2 separate regions of the Pan troglodytes genome follow, and region 2 is linked to region 1. Evidence: chromatin contacts called from public Hi-C data. All regions are on one chromosome and are shown on one strand. Each heading gives the region's core, a stretch centred on a gene start, on an enhancer-like site or on the middle of the called end of the contact. The rest is flanking DNA. Distances are from core to core; before and after follow the strand shown.

Region 1 (7,361 bases), core at 2,452-4,951:
CACTTCTAGGCATGAGGCCTTGGACAAACCACATAACCTCTCTGTCTCCGTTTTCTCATCTAAAATGGAGTAGGCTGGGCATGGTGGCTCACACCTGTAATCCCAGCACTTTGGGAGGCCGAGGCGGGTGGAACACCTGAGGTCAGGAGTTTGAGACCAGCCTGGCCAACATGGCGAAACCCCATCTCTACTAAAAATTTAAAAATTAGCAGGGCATGGTGGTGCGTGCCTGTAATCCCAGCTACTTGGGAGGCTGAAGCAGGAGTATCTCTTGAACCTGGGAGGCAGAGGTTGCAGTGAGCCGAGATCGTGCCACTGCACTCCAGCCTAGGCAACAGAGCGAGACTCCGTCTCAAATAATAATAATCATAAATTAATAAATAATAAAATGGGCGAGTAAAAGAGTTAATATCTGTAAGGGCTTGGAAGGGTGCCTGGTGCACAGGATACTGTGTGTTGTCATTACTATTGTGGTAGTGTAGGGACTCACAAGGCCTGCTAGCGCTCCCTGGGTGGAAACTGCACTTCCCAGCAGGAGGAATTCCCTGAGATTCCCCAACCTGCAGGGAGTGCCAGTGTCAGGTATGATTTCCCTGAAGGCTCTTTCCCCACGCCCAGCAGAGGGCACCATTCACTCAAACCACCGCCACAGCCCATAGAGCTCCCAGCCCAAGCGCCAGGTCTGCAGGGAGGGAGGGAGAGAGGAAGGCAACAGTGGCACTGGCTGCCACATGCCACACAGGGAGTCAGCTGGGTGGCCGGAATGGCCTTGGACACTGATGAAGACAGTCAATATGGAGTCAGTTACATGTTCTCCCGCCTCACAACCCTGGGGAGAGGTTCAATGGTTCCCTTTTATTTAAAGGAAATTGCAGCCAGGCATAGTGGCTCACACCTGTAATCCCAGCACTTTGGAAGGCCAAGGTGGGAAAAATCATTTGAGCCCAGGAGTTCCAGACCAGCCTGGGCAACATAGACCCCATCTCTATTAAAAAAAAAATTTTTTTTGATTCAGCTGAGTGTGGTGACAGACACCTGTGGTCCCAGCTACTCGGGAGGCTGAGGAGGAGGCTCACTTGAGCCTAGGAGGTCAAGGCTGCAGTGAGCCATGCTTGCACCACTGCACTCCAGCCTGGGTGACAGAACAAGACCCTGCCTCAAAAAAAACGAAAAAATGAGAGAGGTTAATGGCCACATACGATCAGGAAGCAGCAGAGACAGTTTTGGGGTTTAGATTTCCTTGATTGCCAGGTGGGCTCTTTTTACAATTAAGGATATAAACTCCAGCTGCAGATGGGGCCGTGGGGCAGGCAGGCCGTAGAAGGCGCCCTTCAGGTAATGCTTATGGCCTCCTGCAAGGTGGAGTTGGCCTCACTGACCCTGAGACTCTGTAGCCCTGAAGCACAAAAGCCACAGCATTCCCAGCCACTTCTGGGGTCCCCTTGAGTATGTGGCATCATCTAAGGCTTTTTTATTCATTCGTTTAACAACTTCATTGAGCACCTGTTCTGTGCAAGACACTGTTTTTTTTTTTTTTTGTAGACACAGTCTCGCTCTATCCCCCAGGCTGGAGTGCAGTGACGCGATCTTGGCTCACTGCAAACCTCCACCTCCCAAGTTGAAGTGATCCTCCTGCCTCAGCCTCCCGAGTAGCTGGGATTACAGGTGCATGCCACCATGCCTGGCTAACTTTTGTATTTTTAGTAGAGACGGAGTTTCACTATGTTGGCCAGGTTGGTCTTGAATTCCTGACCTCAGGTGATCCACCTGCCTCGGCCTCCCAAACTGCTGGGATTACAGGCGTGAGCCACCGTGCCCAGCCTCAAGACACTGTTCTTGGTGCTAGGGTTATAGCAATGCAGAAAACAGTAAAAAAGCCCAGCGAGCCGGGCACGATGGCTCACGCCTGTAATCCCAGCACTTTGGGAGGCCGAGGCAGGTGGATCACGAGGTCAAGAGATCGAGACCATTCTGGCCAACATGGTGAAACACCGTCTCTACTAAAAACACAAAACATTAGCGCGGCGTGGTGGCACGTGCCTGTAGTCCCAGCTACTCGGGAGGCTGAGGCAGGAGAATGGCGTGAACCTGGGAGGCAGAGCTTGCAGTGAGCCGAGATCGTGCCTCTGCACTCCAGCCTGGGCAACAGAGCAAGACTCCGTCTCAAAAAAAAAAAGACCCCAGCACTAACATGGGGGCTGCAGGTAAATATGTGTGTAGGGCCCACATACCAAATGTGTCAAGATCAACATCACAAACTCCTAAGTAAAAGATACTCTATCTTTCTACTTGGACAGGTGTATCCTCACAGTGATTGGGAGAGCCAGATTTAAATCTGAATTCACAGACACCTAGAATACTGGGCTAGAGTGTGGCTCTGTGGGGAGGGTGAGTCCCAGCCCAGGAGCAGCGGCCAGTGCCCTGCTCTACCCAGCCCAAGCACCATCCAGCACCACCAGGCTCCTTGTGTGGCACCCCAACCCATGTGTCCCAGCTCCCTCCACTGTCCCCCAACACAGCCTTCCATTGACCACCCCATGGGCCTTGGAGTACACACCTGGGCTGTGCTGGCTGCCTGGGGACAGAACTGGGGAAGGCCTGAGGGACAAAGATGCTGGTTCTAGTAGTCACATTTCCTTTTTTTTTTTTTTTTTTTTTGCGACAGAGTCTCACTCTGTTGCCTAGGCTGGAGTGCAGTGGTGTGATCTTGGCTCACAGCAATCTCCGCCTCCCAGGTTCAAGCGATTCTCGTGCCTCAGCCTCCTGAGTAGCTGGGACTACAGGTGCACAACACCACACCCAGCTAATCTTTGTATTTTTTGGTAGAGATAGGATTTCGCCGTGTTGGTCAGGCTGGTCTCGAACTCTTGACCTCAAATGATCCGCCTGCCTCAGCCTCACAAAGTTCTGGGATTACAGGCATGAGCCACTGTGCCTGGCCAGTAGTCACATTTCCTTAGCTCTATGAGGAGGGGCAGAAGGGCAGGGTAGAGGCCCTTGCTGCCCAGTCTAAGGGAGTTTTCAATGAGAAACAGACCATAAACAAGACAAATCAGTAAAATACGTGGTCTAGTAAAAGGTGAAGCATGGAGGAAAATGGAGCTGGGATGGGGCCTAGGGAGGAAGGGCCTGGGGGTAGGGCTCAGTTCTAGGAGCCAGGGAAGGCACTGCTGGGAAGGTGGCATTTGGGCAAAGACTGGAGGCTATCAGGGAGCAAGTATGTAGTGTCCTGTCTACATAAAAGGAATGGCAAGGGCTAAGGGTTTAGCAGGGTCAGCAGGGTTTAGCAGGGAGGCCAGTGTGGCTGGAGCAGAGGAACGGGTCGAGATGGGTCGAGAGTGTGTGCAGAGATGAGGTTGGACAGGTAAGGAGCCAGGGGCCCAGGCGCCCAGTCCTGGGTGTCCTCCTTCACGCCTGGGCTGGAGGCTGAGTTCAGGGCAAGGCCCAGTCCCAGGAGCCCTGAAAAAGGCCTGACTCAGCTCCATCCCGGGGCTGGCAGAACCTGGTTCCTCCTCTGCTCTATCCTCAGTCCCTGAGGATGCAGCAGGGCCTGTCGGGGCCTGTGGGCAGCTGCAGAGCTGGCAGGCGGGAGCTAGGAGATTCCTCTCTCGGGGAACTGGGGAGCCTGTCTGAGAGTGCCCTGTAGTCTGGTAGGGCGGTGGCTAAGACAGCAGCCCCTAAAGGCTGCAGATGTGGGAGTGACTCACCAGCCTGGCCTCTCAGTGGGCTGAAAGGAGACCCCTAGGAGGCGATGGTGGAAAAGCACTCAGTGTTTAGCGCTGAGCCTGCAGTGCAGTTGGGGATCGCCAGGTGGTCACTGCCAGCCTTGTCCTCGCTTGGTATTAGGCCCTCTCCAAGTTAGAGGTGGGGTGGGGAGCCACCCCTGCATTCCCTGTACCCACTGCCCAGCAAGCGGCAGGGGTGTGGCGGGCCGGGGAGGAATCTGAGAGGGGCGGGGCGGGTCAGGAATGCCTGGGCTCCGTTCCAACTTCTGTCCCCACTGTTGTCCATCCGGTAAACCACGGCCAGCCCATAGCTGACAGGGCAGAGCGCTGAGGCCTCTGTGTGTCCTCCAGGAACCTGACGACCCAGGCACTCCAGGAAGACGATGCCCACTAATTACAAGAATGATAGACTGGGCGCAGTGGCTCAAGACTGTAATCTCAGCAGTTTGGGAGGCCGAGGCGGGCCGGTCACTTGAGGCCAGGAGTTCAAAACCAGCCTGGCCAACAAGGTGAAAACCCATCTCTACTAAAAATACAAAAGGTAGTGGGGCATGGTAGAGGGCGCCTGTAACCCTAGCTACTCCGGAGGCTGAAGCAGGAGAATCCTTGAACCTGGGAGGTGGAGGTTGCAGCAAGTCGAGATCCCACCACTGCACTCCAGCCTGGGTGACGAGCAAAATTCCATCTCAAAAAAAAAAAAAGATAATTAGTAGGACTTGAACAAATTAAGCAGTTACCATGTGCCAGGCAAAACGCTGAAGTTTCACTCCAAATCAAACCACGTTTCCTCAGAGCCTCTGCACTTGCTGTGCCCTCTGCCTGGCATGCCATTCCCCTAGATTTCTCTCGGCTCCCTCACGTCCTTCAGGCATCACCCACATGTCAGCCTGTCAGAGATGCCAGCCCTGAAGGGGACTGCATCCTCCTTAGAATTGCAGCCCTGCACCCCCCAATGCTTTATCTTTTCTTTCTTTCTTTCTTTTTTTTTTTTTTTTGAGACCGAGTCTCGCTCTGTCGCCCAGGCTGGAGTACAGCGGCATGATCTCAGCTCACTGAAACCTCCACCTCCCGGGTTCAAGAGATTCTCCTGCCTCAGCCTCCTGAGTAGCTGGGATTACAGGCGCCCGCCACCACACCTGGCTAATTTTTGTATTTTAGTAGAGACGGGGTTTCACCATGTTGGTTAGGCTGATCTCAATCTCCTGACCTCAGGTGATCCACCCACCTCGGCCTCCCAAAGTGCTGGGATTACAGGTGTGAGCTACCATGCTGGCTGATTTTTGTATTTTTTAATTAGGTACTGGGTTTCACTATGTTGACCAGACTGGTCTCAAACTCCTGAACTCAGGTGATCTGCCCACCTCAGCCTCCCAAAGTGCTGGGATTACAGGTGTGAGCCACTGCACCCAGCCTATTTGTTGTTTTTCTGGGACAAGGTCTCACTCCATCTACTAGGCTGAGTGCAGTGGTATAATCACAGTTCACTGCAGCCTTGACCTCCTGGATTCAAGCAATCCTCCCACCTCAGCCTGCTGAATAGCTGGGACTACAAGTGTGTACCACCACCCCCAGCTAATTTTTTGTTTTTGGTAGGGACGGGGTCTCACTGTGTTGTCCAGGCTGGTCTCTATCTGGCTTCAAGCCATCCTCCCTCCTGGGCCTCCCAAAGTGTTGGGATTACAGGCACGAGCCCCTGCACCCGGCGCAGAAGCACTTTTGTCAATTAGAGTGCTGGCAAGCAAGAGAGGCAAGCTCAAAAGGTGACCGGAGAAGGGTTCATGGAGGTGCAGTCTACAGTGGGGTGAGCAGGGTTGCAGGGTCTCCCTCCGTCACCCAGGCTGGAGTACAGTGGCACAATCTCGGCTCACTGCAACCTCTGCCTCCCAGGTTCAAGCGATTCTACTACCTAAGCCTCCCAAGGTGCTGGGATTGTAGGCGCCCTCCACCACGCCCAGCTAATTTTTGTATTTTTAGTGGAAACAAGGTTTCGCCATGTTGGCTAGGCTGGTTTCAAGCGACCCACCCACCTCGGCCTTGCAAAGTGCTGGGATTACAGGCGTGAGCCACCGCGCCTGGCCTCTTTTTTCTGTCTCCTTCATTTCTAAAGACGGCACCATCATCAGCCCAGCTGCCCAAACCAGAAACCTAAACACCTTGTCCTCAACTCCTTCCTTTTATTGACTGCCCATGCTGATCATCCATGGAGTCCTCCCAGATATCCTGGAATTCAACCACTTCTGTCCATTCTCCACCACCACCTTTGTCCCAGCCACCAGCACCTCAACTGGGATGACCACAATGGCCTCTGCGCTGGTTAATTCCCCGTTTCCCCCAGATCCACTCTCTTCCCTTCTTCCCGCTGCTCTGCACCCAGGAGGCAGCCCTAGCTGCCCTGTGTTCTGGATTAGGTTGGTTACATTGGGGGAAGGAACCCACAGGAGATGGGGCGGGAAGGAGGGGAAGTGGCAGTATCACTCCGCCTGCTCCCTCCCTGCCGGGCTGGGTTTGGCACTGGCTGCGCTCTGCACCCTCTATGGCCACAGCTCCTGTCATGTGGACCCTCTTCCATGGCTCCAACACTCCCTGGGGTCTGAAAGGCAGTTTCTGCACTTGCCCTGTTAGGACTAAGGGCTGCCCTGGCTTCCCATTTGCTAGTCTGAGGATGCCTCGCCATCCCAGCTGGTCACCCTAACCGAGTGGTTCTCAACCAGGGGTAGTTATGCCATCTCAGGGGATATTTGGCAATGTCTGGAGTCATTTGTGGTTGTTACCACTGGAGTGGGGGTGCTACTGGCATCTAATGGGTAGAGGCCAGAGATGTTGCTGAACCCCCTACAATGCACAGGACAGCCCCCACAGCACATGATCCTCCCTCTGAAAAGTCAATAGCGCTTAGGTTGAAAAACTCCGGCTGGGCGCGGTGGCTCACGCCTGTAATCCCAGCACTTTGGAAGGCCGAAGTGGGCGGATCGCTTGAGACCAGCCTGGCCAACATGGCAAAACCCCGTCTCTACTAAAAATACAAAAATTAGCCGAGTGTGGTGGCGGGCGCCTGTAATTCCAGCTACTCAGGAGGCCGGGGCGGGAGTAATCGTTTGAACCCAGGAGGCAGAGGTTGCAGTGAGCCGAGATCGAGTGACTGCACTCCAGCCTGGGCGACAGAGCGAGATTCTGTCTCAGAAGAAAGAAAGGAGAGAAAGAGAAAAAGGGAGAGAGAGAGAGAAAGAAGAAAAGAAAGGAAGAAAGGAGAGAGGGAAGGAGAGAAGGGAGGAGAGGGGAGGGGAGGGGAAGGAGGGGGGAGGGGACGGGAGGAAAGGGGAGGGGAGGGGAGGGGAGGAGAGGAGAGAAGGCGAGGTGGCTCATGCTTGTAATCCCAGCACTTTGGGAGGCCAAGGTGGACGGATCCACTGAGGTCGGGAGTTTGAGACCAGCCTGACCAACATGGAGAAACCCTGTCTCTACTAAAAATACAAAACTAGCCGGGCATGGTGACGCATGCCTGTAATCCCAGCTACTCGGGAGGCTGAGGCAGGAGAATCGCTTGAACCCAGGAGGCGGAGGTTGCCGTGAGCTGGGTTGCGCCATTGCACTCCAGCCTGGGCAACAAAAGTGAAACTCCAGCAGAGAGAGATAGAG
Region 2 (7,143 bases), core at 3,242-5,741, 130 kb after region 1:
CTGTCTGAGTTCAAATCCTGATTCTGTCCTTTCCAGCTATGAGCTTAGATAAGTGACCTGACCTTTCTATGCCTCAGTGTCTTCATCTCTAAAATGAGGGTAATTGGGCCAGGTGCGGTGGCTCACACCTGTAATCCCAGCACTTTGGGAGGCCGAGGTGGGCAGATCACCTGAGGTCAGGAGTTCGAGACCAGCCTGGCCGACTTAGTGAAACCTTGTCTATACTAAAAATACAAAAATTAGCTGGGCGTGTTGGCGCGGCCTGTAGTCCCGGCTACTTGGGAGGCTGAAGCAGGAGAATCGCTTGAACCCGGGAGGCGGAGGTTGCAGTGAGCCAAGATCGCATCACTGCACTCCAGCCTGGGCGACAGAGAGAGACTCTGTCTCAAAAAAAAAGAGGGTAATTGTATTTGCTTTATAGTGTTTTGAGCACTAAATGAGTTGATATGTACAAAGCATTTAGAGTGCAGTGGCACGATCTCAGTTCACTGCAACCTCCGCCTCCTGGGGTCACGCAATTCTCCTGCCTCAGCCTCCTGAGTAGCTGGAATTACAGGTGTGCCCCACCACACCAGGCTAATTTTTGTATTTTTAGTAGAGACAAGATTTAACCTTGTAAGTTATGCTGGTCTTGAACTCCTGACCTCAGGTGATCTGCCCACCTCAGCCTTCCAAAGTGCTGGGATAACAGGTGTGAGCCACCACGCCCAGCCGTACTTCTGTGTTTTAACAAAGCTGCCAAGAACAAACCAAGGAAGGGGCTACCAGAATTCAAGTCCTATAAACTAAAATTCCATAAGCTTAAATACAAAATTCTACAGAAACAGGGTACTTAAAGCACATCTGAATAATTTGAGGCTGGGAGAAGCCTGAGCGTGTTTCTTCTTCTTTAGACAAGGGCCAATTTACACTACAGCCTCGTGGACCCAGGCACTCCTCCAACATCCTATCACACATATTAAAATACACCCAGTGTTCCACATGGGATATATTACTTTGCTGCAAGAATTTTTATGGGGTCTTATGACATTGCTTTTGAAATTATGCATGACAATTTGTGTTGGCTCAGCCCACAGAGCCTAAGAGATAAAAACAGAAGAGATGTCTAGGTCTTGTAATACTTTGGGATAAAGGATTCTCAGCTCTGAATATCCTGTAATAATCTTTTGTAAATCCCACACCAGTACTGCCCTTAGACTTAGGCCTGGTAGTCTCCTGGCCCTGGGCCCATGCTTGAGAAGCTCCATCTGGCCACCTCCACCATGCCCCCCACCCTGGGCAAGAAATCTGCCAGGCCTGGGGGACTTGCCCATCCAAATCTCCAAATCCTCACCCTCCTCCAAGACCACACTCCATGTTCTTTTTTTGTTTGTTTTTTGAGACAGAGTCTCACTCTGTCACCCAGGCTGGAGTGCTGTGGCGCGATCTTGGCTCACTCCTGGGTTCAAGCGATTCTCCTGCCTCAGCCTCCTGAGCAGCTAGGATTACAGGTGTGCACCGCCACGCCTGGCTAATTTTTGTATCTTTAGTAGAGATGGGGTTTCACCATGTTGGTCAGGCTGGTCTCGAACTCCTGACCTGGCTAATTTTTGTATTTATGTTATAGAGACAGGGTCTCCCTATGTTGCCCAGCCTGGTGTCAAACTCCTGGGCAAAAGAAATCCTCCCACCTCAGCCTCCCAAAGTGCTGGGATTACAGGCATAAACCACCACACCCGGCCCACACTCTGGATTCTGAGGCCCTGGAATTTTCTGCCCAACCATCCCAGGCCTTCTTCTAGGGCTTTGCAGAACTCTTCCCTGGGTCTGCCCTCTGGATGGCGCACTGTGCTCCCCGTCTGAAGTTTTGTTTTGTTTTTTATTTTTTTGAGACAAAGTCTCCTTTTGTCACCAGGCTGGAGTGTAGTGACGCGACCTCGGTTCACTGCAACCTCCGCCTCCCAGGTTCAAGAGATTCTCCTGCCTCATCCTCCCGAGTAGCTGGGACTACAGGCATACATCACTATGCCCAGTGAATTTTTGTATTTTTAGTAGAGATGGGGTTTCACCATGTCGGCCAGGATGGTCTCAATCTCTTGACCTTGTGATCTACCCACCTCGGCCTCCCAAAGTGCTGGGATTACAGGTGTGAGCCACCGCGCCCGGCCCCCATCTGCAGTTCTAGACCCAGAGGGGCCAAATGGTAGCTGCTCTGTGGAAGGGATGGGGTGTGGGGTGTGGACAGAACCTGAATGTGCAGGGCTGTGGGTGCCCACATGTCTAAGTGCCCAGCCTTCATGGTGCAGGATGGAGATGCTGGTGAGAAGAAAAATGGGTCAGACCAGAGGTCTCCATTGTGGAGCTCTGAGACAGTCTGAGAATTTTGAATTCAAACTTGATAGAATTTTCAAGGTAGGAGGATAGAAAATATTTTATTTACCAGTCTCTTTGCTTGATTTCTAACACTGAAATATTTAGACTGGTGGCGTGAGGGCCTCTACTTGTATTTTTGCACCAAACCCCTCAAGCCTTTCCCACACAATGCTTTACCCCCCTCTCACTAAATGTTTAACATCTCAAAATACTCTTAAAATTTTTTATTTCCCAAATGAACCTGTGCCCATACACAATGGAGAAAACATTGTCTAATGACAAAACCTGGAAAGGAATACACAAAATAAAAAGAGCACAGTGGCAATTTTGTAGGTGATTTATTTCCCATTCAAAAATATTTTTAAGGCCAGAACCAGTGGCTCACGCCTGCAATTTCAGTATTTTGGAAGGTCGAAGTGGGCAAATTGCTTGAGCCCAGGAGTTTGAGACCAGCCTGGGTGACGTGGTGAAACGCCATCTCTACAAAAATTAGCCGGGTGTGGTGGCATGCATCTGTAGTCCCAGCTACTTGGGAGGCTGAGGCGGGAGGATCACTTGAGCAGGGGAGGCAGAAGTTGGAGTGAGCCAAGATCACACCACTGCACTTCAGCCCGGGTGACAGTGAGATTCTGTCTCACACACACACGCACAAGATTTTATTCGGAAGGCTGAGGCAGGAGGATCACTTGAGGCCAGGAGTTTGAGACAAGTCAGGGCAACATAGAGACTCCATCTCTAAAAAAAAATTTTTAGCGTTTTTCCCTCTCAGGTCCTGCATTCCAAAATGACAAAGAAAAGAAGAAACAAGAGTCATGCCAAAAAGGGTAATAGCTATGCGCAGCTTATTCTCGCCCAAGGACCGGATCATTAAGAAGTTTGTCCTTTGGGCTGGGCGCGGTGGCTCACGCCTGTAATCCCAGCACTTTGGGAGGCCCAGGTGGGCAGGTCACTTGAGGTGAGGAGCTCAAGACCAGCCTAGCCAAGAGGGCGAAACCTTGTCTCCACAAAAAATACAAAAATTAGCCGGGCATGCTGGGGCACTCCAGTAATCCCAGCTACTCGGGGGGCTGAGGCCAGATAATTGTTTCAGCCTGGGAGGCAGAGGTTGCAGTGAGCCGAGATCACGCCACTGAACTCCAGCCTAGGCGACAGAGCGAGACCCCATCTCAAAAAATAAAATAAAAATAAAGGTCCTGCCCTCAAAAACATTGTCCTGTGTCTGCAGCATGACTTTCAGACAACATGGTTTTTCAACGTCCCACCAGGATTTATGTAGGCGAAAACCTGTTTCCGATTATCTGAATCTCAAATCCATTCTGTTTTACATATAAAAACAGTTTGGCGGAGGGCATGGTTTTGATAGACACTGAATTTTCAAGGAATGCATCAACCATGAAAACAGAACAAAGATCGAACTTTTACTGGGAACTTTACTAAGTTCACTAAAAAAAAAAAAATCATATTACCCATAACAACATTTGTGGCTTTACATTCACGATGGATATATATGCGTGTGTACGTCTGTACTTAGGTTTTGTTTGTTTGTTTGTTTTGAGATGGAGTCTCGCTCTGTCGCCCAGGCTGGAGTGCAGTGGTGTGATCTCGGCTCACTGCAACCTCCGCCTCCCAGCTTCGAGCGATTCTCCTGCCTCAGCCTCCCGGGTAGCTGGGACTACAGGCGCCCGCCACCACGCCTGGCTAATTTTTGTATGTTTAGTAGAGACGGGGTTTCACCATATCGGACAGGTTGGTCTCAAATTCCTGACCTTGTGATCTGCCCGCCTCGGCCTCCCAGAGTGCTGCGATTACAGGTGTGAGCCACCGCGCCCAGCCTGAATATTGTTTTTCTTATCCATACTTCACTGTAAGCAGATGGAAGCATCTGTCTGCTTCATTATGTCTGCCAGTGTTGAGTACCTGAGTATTTTCATATTGAAATATAGATTTAATGATACATTACTTCTCTCTTCCTTCTTTACATAGCGGTTAATCATATTGAGCTTCTGAAATTGTGCGTGTGGGCAGATTAGCCATTTTTGGGTTCCCTCTTACCCCCCGGACTAAGCCGGGACGGAAAAAAAATGTGAAGGGGGCGTTCCCGATCGATTTGGCCCCGCCCCACCCTGCAGGCCCCGCCCCATAGTGTGCCCAGCGCTTTCTGCCACACTTAACATGGCGGCGGCGGCGCCCTGCCGAGGCGCCTGAGCGGGTCGCGAGCGTGGTGTTACACTCCAGTCATGGCGGCCCCAGGACAGGCCGTGGGCAGCGGGGCTCAGGAGACATGCGGTCTGGATCGGATTTTGGAGGCATTGAAGCTGCTGCTGAGCCCGGGAGGTGAGAGGACGCATCTCCGCGCCGGGCTGGACCCGGGACTCTCAGGGCCGCCCGGCTTCCGGGGCTGCCCTGCCTTCCGCAGCGTGCGCCCCTTAGGCCCGCCTCGGGACCCTCCGCCCGCTGCTGGGGGCTTTGAGCATTGTCTGTGCCCGTCCTCATTACGTTCTTGAGGAAACCGAGGCTCAAGGAGGGCGCGGGATCCCTTGACTGCTGATATTAGCCAACATCTCTTGAGCATTTGCCTTGTGCTGGGCTCTGTCAGGCGGGGCCGTTATTTCATTCAGTGCTTACTGCAGCGCTCTTGGGAAGGGGATATGGACCCAGCTCCAGAGAGGGTAGGGCGCCGGCGACGTAGAAATGTGAGGTCCTAGCCGCGTGAGGGCGCAGGGGCCAGCATGGACCCTTGAGATTTGTACGAAATGCCAAGAAGTCCAGACATCGGAAGCAGTGACGTTTGAAATGGGTTTGGGGAGAGTATTTAGGGGTTTCCAGGCGCTTTTAATCTTTGTGGTGCGTGGACAGTTTCTTCCCAGTCTAAAATCTGAAGGGACATTGGGAGTGGTTGAAGCTGCTACTCCTTTTGCGACTGAGGACACCCAAGGCTCACTGAAGAAATTAAGTAACCTGTCCAAGATCACGTGGTCAAATTAGGGGCAGAACACGGACCTAGGCCCGAGATCTACTGAACCCCCTTCTCAGAATCAGACAAATTGTTCAGTATAGGGGCTCTGATGTTATCTGGAGCTTTTGGAAAGGACGTGGAAGATAGAGCTCTACTTATCACTGGGGTGTATATTTGGGGGAAGGGATGGGAAGGGATCTGTAGAATTAGCAAGGGCACATGAAAGGCCAAAGGGGATCACCTCCCAGTCTCAGATTTTATACTCAAAACTGCGAAAACTTCTGCAAACATTACACCACACCAGCGGGAAGTGAACACAAGTTACTAATATTAGTAAATGAGTGCCTACTAAGTATCAGTCCCCATAGTAGGCTGTTTACATACACATCATTTAATCCTCATTACGATCCCCTGGGATCGGTACTACTTGTATTCAATTTTTACGGATGAAGGACCAAGGTTCAGGTACATTGGAAATTGCCTAATGTCAGACTAGTAAGTGGCAGAATTTGAATTTAGGTTATTTCCACTAAAAGTATGGTAAATATGCTACATTGTCTCAATTAAGAGTCAGACTGCAAAATAGAATTTTAAGTTGCTAATCGAGAGGTCACTTGTCTTGTAACGGCAACTCTTTTTTTTTTTTTTTTTTGAGATGAGGTCTCACTCTGTTGCCCAGGCTGGAGTGCAGTGGCACAATCTCGGCTCACTGCAACCTCTGCCTCCCAGGTTCAAGCGATTCTCCTGCTTCAGCCTCCTGAGTAGCTGGGATTACAGGTGCGCACCACCATGCCCAGCTAATTTTTGTCTTTTTAGTAGAGACGGAGTTTTGCCATGTTGGCCAGGCTGGTCTCGAACTCCTGACCTCAAGTGATCTGCCTGCCTTGGCCTCCCAAAGTGCTGGGATTACAGGCCTGAGCCACTACACCTGGCCTGCAACTCTCTATTGTATGACTGAGAACACGTTTAAATAAGCAAAAATCCTGAAAGTAATCATCTGTTATGAAACATGTATATTATGCTTCATTTATAGAAGACTCTCTAATCTCTATGAGTATGTGGTGGAGTACACATATATGTACTCGTTTAATTTACAGAAATTCAAGCATTCCTATTTGAAGAGGAATTAGTTCGTGAAATTATATTATTTTGTACATGTAGTCTTATATATTATATGAATCTGTCTACTATTTTATCATATTAGCTGCTTAGGGAATTTAAAAATATCTGTAGTGGCTGGGCGAGGTGGGCCATACCTGTAATCCCAGCACTTTGGGAGGCTGAGGCAGGATCCCAGGAGTTTGAGACCAGACTGGGTAACATAGTGATACTCTGTGTCTACAAAAAATTAAAAAATTGGCCAGGCATGGTACTACACGCCTGTGGTCCCAGCTACTGGGGAGGCTGAGATGGGAGGATTGCTTGAGCCTGAGAGGTCCAAGTCTAGGCTGTGGTGAACCACGATTACACTAGTGTGCTCCAGCCTTGGGTGACAGAGTAAGACCCTATTTTTTTTGTTGTTTTTTGTTTTTTTTTTTGAGACAGAGTTTCACTCCATCACCCAGGCTGGAGTGCAGTGGCATGATCTTGACTCGCCGGAACCCCCACCTCCCGGGTTCGAGCAATTCTCATGCCTCAGCCTCCCTTGTAGCTGGGACTATAGGCACCCACCACCATGCCTGGCTAATTTTTGTACTTTTATTATTTTTTGAGATGGAATTTCGCTCTTGTTGCCCAGGCTGGAGTGCAGTGGCGCAATCTCAGCTCACTGCAACCTCCACCTCCCAGGTTCAAGCGATTCTCCTACCTCAGCCTCCCGAGTAGCTGGGATTACA

The links. A called contact is a pair of places that touch in the nucleus more often than the background predicts.
Region 2: a Hi-C map of stem cell-derived neural progenitor cells shows a contact between it and region 1, with 4 times the contacts expected there. The contact joins the promoter of TANGO6 here to the enhancer-like site in region 1. A contact is called at or near these places in 1 of 7 Hi-C or Micro-C datasets (stem cell-derived neural progenitor cells), 1 of 1 datasets of contacts at active chromatin or transcription factors (stem cell-derived excitatory neurons) and 1 of 1 other capture datasets (stem cell-derived neural stem cells).

Annotation. Positions count from the first base shown.
Region 1 is chr18:66,745,505-66,752,865 of NHGRI_mPanTro3-v2.0_pri, forward strand. All of the region lies in intron 15 of CDH3 (cadherin 3), which reads left to right. Among named protein-coding and RNA genes, the nearest start is that of CDH1, 29 kb to the right of the region's middle. Within about 2 kb of position 3,702, at least 3 of the 24 cell types and tissues checked have an H3K27ac peak or open chromatin away from gene starts, as enhancers often do. A contact at or near this core is called in stem cell-derived neural progenitor cells and stem cell-derived neural stem cells, where this site is marked.
Region 2 is chr18:66,879,438-66,886,580 of NHGRI_mPanTro3-v2.0_pri, forward strand. TANGO6 (transport and golgi organization 6 homolog) reads left to right here and starts at 4,492. Exons shown (of 18, transcript XM_511059.9): 1 at 4,492-4,686. The coding sequence starts at 4,590.